2 separate regions of the Xenopus tropicalis genome follow, and region 1 is linked to region 2. The links are chromatin contacts, called in public Hi-C maps. All regions are on one chromosome and are shown on one strand. Each heading gives the region's core, a stretch centred on a gene start, on an enhancer-like site or on the middle of the called end of the contact. The rest is flanking DNA. Distances are from core to core; before and after follow the strand shown. Region 1 has its middle 78 kb from the start of sp4. Region 2 has its middle 110 kb from the start of sp8.

The links. Hi-C and Micro-C count contacts between places; a contact is called where the count stands out from the background.
Region 1: a contact with region 2 is called in a Hi-C map of gastrula embryo, with 2.3 times the contacts expected there. The contact joins two enhancer-like sites. A contact is called at or near these places in 2 of 5 Hi-C or Micro-C datasets (gastrula embryo and neurula embryo).

The regions. Positions count from the first base shown.
Region 1 is chr6:39,392,515-39,395,214 of UCB_Xtro_10.0, forward strand. No RefSeq gene overlaps it. Among named protein-coding and RNA genes, the nearest start is that of sp4, 78 kb to the right of the region's middle. Within about 2 kb of position 1,362, at least 3 of the 11 cell types and tissues checked have an H3K27ac peak or open chromatin away from gene starts, as enhancers often do. A contact at or near this core is called in gastrula embryo, where this site is marked.
Region 2 is chr6:39,312,449-39,315,172 of UCB_Xtro_10.0, forward strand. No RefSeq gene overlaps it. Among named protein-coding and RNA genes, the nearest start is that of sp8, 110 kb to the left of the region's middle. Within about 2 kb of position 1,318, at least 2 of the 11 cell types and tissues checked have an H3K27ac peak or open chromatin away from gene starts, as enhancers often do. A contact at or near this core is called in gastrula embryo, where this site is marked.

The sequences.
Region 1 (2,700 bases), core at 112-2,611, 80 kb after region 2:
AGAGAGTGGGGGTATGTGTATGTTTTAGGCTAATGTCCCACGGAAAGATTTAGTCGCTCCAAATAGATCTCTGCTACCACGAGCAACAAATCTCTCCAAAATGCCTTTCCACTGGTAACAAAGAGAATTGCTGGTGGAAAGGCCCACACATTGTTGGCTTTCCAAAGTTTCATGAAGTTCAATCCTGCAGGCTCAATCTCTCCGGGGGACATTAGCCTTAGAGGTATTAAATCTAAATAAATCAGGATTATCCATTCAACATAATTAGTACAGCTAAACTTCTTGTTTAAATATACACTAATGTTGCACATGCCCCCCCCCCCCCCCCCCAGCATGTGCAAGACCTCTCTGACAGTCAGATGCACAACCTGAAGCAACAAGTGATTTGTGCATGGCTGTATGAGGTGCAGACTAACTAGAAATTATTGTTTACAGTAATTATGTATCTGGTTAATTTCACTAATAATAATATTCACAGAGGACAAACTGCCATTTTTGGGAACATTAGGACAAAAGTTTTATGTAAAATAAGGGAAAACATTATGTAACATCAGGGAAAATCACCCATAAATGTATTATAAATTGTTGGGACCACAAAAAACAATGTAAAATACGGGAACACTTAAAATCAGGGTAGGCAAATTTGAGGTTTTGCTGTATAGGAGTAATGTCCATACAGTTTGCAGACATGGATTTAGTTAAAAATAACTCAAACTGTGGGCGCTTTCACATGCAATCGGTGGTTTTGTTTTTTACCCTTTGCTGTCCCTTTCCTCCTACACGATGACTTGTTGCAGCTGAATAACATTTCTCTCTGCAGGAGGTCCACTGTATTTACCTGCATTCTAATGCATGCAAGATTGAAGTGGTTTCTGTCCCGCAGGTGTGACTTAGCTTTTATTAAGAATCTGTACCCACTCCAATCTGTCAGAAATCTATTTGTATGCGTGCAACGTGCCAGATTTAAATGCTGAGACCTGTCAAAAAGCCTCTGCACCTGTATTGTGCATATAAATTGTTCCCATTCTTTTGCTTCTTGAAGATCAAAGGCTCTTGATAAGAGGAAATCTAAGAAGGAAAAAAAAAAACGACAGGCCAATCTGTCCTTGAGCAAAAAAGTGGACCAGTTTGGCTACCTGAAGGGGCTTTTGTTTTCTATGGTCACAACACGAAGACATTCTTTGACATTACGAATCTCAGAGGAAGACATTTATTCCCCCATTTCTATGGTCAAGCAGTTGTCGTATTCATGTCTCTTTAACCTTAAATAATTTTTTTTATTCTTTAAGCCCTAAACAAGTTTGATCCTGTCCACAGGTCAGTTTTGTTACAAAAGCCAATTAGTGGTGCTACCCTTGCCTCCAGCTAAAGCCAAGTAATAGTGGGGTAAGCCCCATGGAAAGGTGATGAATAGGCTGTAGAGGTATAATTAGAAGGGGGGACCTTTGAAGCATTTACCTTATATGGGACTCTATTGTCACTGCAGGCTGTTTGATGTTAAAATAATTTACTTAATGATCTCACCAAGGAAGCAATGGGCTAAGCAAGATTTGGTTTTAAGTCTAATAGACATGGGAAAAGTTGAAATTGCTCCAAGAAAGGTATGTGCAGTGATGAGAATTTGTTCTGAATATTCAGGGCACAAAGGAAGGACCAGCAATAGAAAAACTCTTTATAAACATCATAATTAGAGAACCACTTTATTTTTTTACGGAAAAAATAAATCTACAGAGCCCTATAAACCACTGCATACTTTTTTTTATTATGTATTTTATATTTAAGTGTATATGGCCAGTCCATTTTTTATTTAGTGCCCAAACTGAAGTTTGATTAAACATTAGAAATTTACACATTTGCTGCTGGGGCCTTAATGAACATACATAAGAAACACAGATATCGTCTGCATGGTATTAAGAAGTCAAATTATTGACTTTTATCATATATGGCTTATATAGGGCAATCATTAAATATACATTTGAATAGAGCCCAGTATGTACAAGGATAATCATTTATCATATGCTAAATATTTGGATTTTTTTGCAGAAGAATTAATCATTAATGTCTAAGTCCTTTGCATTCTATGAATCTGGCCTTGTTATTGTTCCTTTTGGCCAAATCTGAGCAAGATGAACTGAGCAGCTCCTCCTTACACCGTTATCTGCTGATGTTACATGCACTGGCCAATAGGGAGCACTGGCAGATGAGATTCTCAAACCTAACCTATGTACAAACCAATGTATCTCCATGGAACAAGGATATAGATCAGGATTGTCTGGGCAGTATATAAGGGGACAAAAATCATATATATGTACATAAGAGGGCCAACTCATGTTGAGATTAGAATGGATCTTTGCCAATACAATGTTGTACTAAGAATGGTATCACAGATCATGTCTTAATGATTTATACATTTTAAAATTAATGTAACTCTTGACTACTTATATTTTCTGCTATGCATGAGTTGTAAACTTATTTTTTGGTGAGGGGCAAAAAGTCTACAGATCAGATCTCAGCCTTAAAGAACGTAAAACTAAAAGGTTAGAAATAAATGTGTTTGTCTTTCTATCTGTATTGCTCAGATAGAGAAAAGGAGGTGGTCAGTTGGTTTCAATGAGCTCAAGCCATTCAGAGTGACCTCCACAAAGTGTCAATAAAGGGCAGGCAGGTCATACACAGACAAACTGCCCACCAATGATTCTT
Region 2 (2,724 bases), core at 68-2,567:
CTCAGTGACATTACTAAGCTTCTACAGCTTGTGCCTGATTAGTACATTTGGCCATCATATTAAAATATATTTTGCAGGGAAGTTCCCTGAGGCAACAGATATAGCTGACAGACAGAATTTGTTATTATTTTTTTTCAAGGAGAAAAAAATGCATTAGTAAGCAAAATAAGAAGTATGTTCTTTTGTTTAATGGAAATGTATAACCTGCCACCCAATCCCTGGTGGGTTTGAACAAGTCTGAGCGTAGAAGGAAGAGGAATAATGGACTTCTATGGTGAGTGAGGAGTCTGCTTTGTTCAAAGCCAATATATACATCTAAATATAATATTTCTTACTTATGCTTCTGTATTTTTACTCTAATAGGGCTAATAGACATGTTTACTATTTTCATGTTGCTTTGAATAAAGTCCGTCTATTCCTTGCAGAATCCTTGGAGTGCCTGAATGCCCATATTTTTGCTATTTATGGTTTGCTGCTCCCTGTGCGGAGGGGCTGGTGCACCTGGATCACTTTTTCTACTTGGTGTTTCTACATTTTGCTCTTTTGTGCCCTTTTACTTTTTTGGTTAGTTACGTCTATATTTTGCCTACAACAAAGCTTTATTGGTATTTATTATTTATTGATACCAGTGGGAGCTACCATGCTGCTTACATTGCTGGGTTCATTTAAAGATTTAGAATATATTTCAGTAGAACAGTGCCCCCTGTGGCCAAACTGATCCAACCTGAATGACTCGTATGGGCAGCAACTTTGGAACAAAGCCTCCTTAAGGCTCCCTGTTCTACCCCCTGCTATATTTTTTAAAAATAGTTCACCCGTATAGTCGAGTATTTGAGCCCAACGGCTTGCACTCTTTGGCAGCAAATACAGCTCCACTCTATACAAATGCTGTATTCTGTCTCAGAGGGAAAAAAGCAGAAAGGCTACGCTATGAATCCAAAGAATGCTTTTATTTTATTTTAAGGAAATATATGTGTCAGTCTGCTCTACAATGTAGGGCTCTTTGTAAAGGAAACAACTCACTGATTGAAAGTAAAAGAAAAAGATTGTGTGCAAGACTGTAGCATTCTGCTTAGTTGCTCTCCGAGTGAAAGGCGGCTTTTAAAAGTTAGGTATATCATTGCCAAAAGGAACTAAATAGTTCTGTCAGCATTTTAAGAAAGGAGAGATTCTCCCCCCCCCCCTCCCTGAAACTCCATTCTGGACAGCTGTTAGTGACTTACCAAACTTTTCATATGGATATGTATGTTAATGACAAGCAATGAACTGGAGATGAAGAGCCCCAAACACAGACCAATCTCTTCAGTGCACATCAAAAGCCCTCACAAAAGGAGCAATAAAAGAGGCAGAAATGGCGGAGCCTTCACTTTTGTACACTGAATTAGTTCTGCAAGCAATGAAACTGATCTTTTCTCCTTGCCAGAAAAGTCCGGTGATTTTTGTAAGTGCTCATTAGCACAAGAGGCATTTGTGAAGGTAATTGACTGACGCTGATACCGCTGGCTGTCACAACAGGGCCAGAGGAGCATGTGGACGTTTTGTCTAAAAGATGCCAGTTTTAATGGTTTGCAATCTTATTGTGTCGGAGCATCGCCCCATTCACAGTTCTGCTCTGCAGCTCGGCATGTCTCTGGTAGCATCCGATAAAATAAAAGTCACATCTATATTTCTCATAACTGAATATCTCAGCACAGGAGGCTTGAGGCTGTCCATTTGTTAGGTCATTTGTATCTAAAGTACTAGTACATTGTTTATTGTGTGCTTGCATTTGCATTTGCCACCATAAACTGGAGCTGCCATATGGCTTTCCATTGGCATAACAATGAGTAAATCACTACTGAAGGGGGGCAGGAGTCATGTACAGTTGCAGTATAAGTGTACAAAAGAGACTGACTTGAGTAATTCTCCATATCTGCCTTTAAAACATAATTCCTACTGGCCATAAATAAAGGATACCAATCCATAGCAAAAGATGCCAACAATATGGCAGCACCCATTTACCACTAACCAACTTAAATGCAGGGAAGGAATTTTCTGTACATGGGATGTTACAGCATTGCAGTTTACTGTTTCTGTAAGGGGAAAATAACCCTTACTTATCAATGTATATTTATCTTTAGAAATAAACAAGGCTAATTGATTGTACAGTGGCAACACAGGGACCGTGACTCCACAAAGAAGTTCATACAAAAGAGACTTTAGCAAAACTCTTGATAGATCCGGCCTATTGTAGGTTTGGTTGCCTCTATTCATATCACAATTCATCTCTAACCTACAATATTATCAGCAATTCTATTATATTCTACATTAATTGCACTTCAGACAGTTGGCGAATATACACCTTAGTCTTGTCAATGAACCCCCACTTACTTAGTACCAACTCTGTGTTTGTTCTTTGGGCTTGGTGATAACATTTTACTTGTTAAAAGTGATTTGTGACTGTATAAAAATTTGATTTGATGAGTAAAAGCCATGAAAGTCTAGGCAACAAAATATGGTGGATTGTAGAAAAGAGTAGCTCTACATTATTGGCTAGGACTCCCATAAACATAATATGAAATAAGATGTACCAAATAGGACTGAAACAGCTGAACTGTTAATAATGTAAGAACGCCTGCTAAACAAAGAGTAAAACTTAAGATTTGAAAATCACCACCAATAAATGTGATTTTACTGTGGTTCTTGCACAGAAAGCAATTTTATATGATTTATTGGGTACCAAAA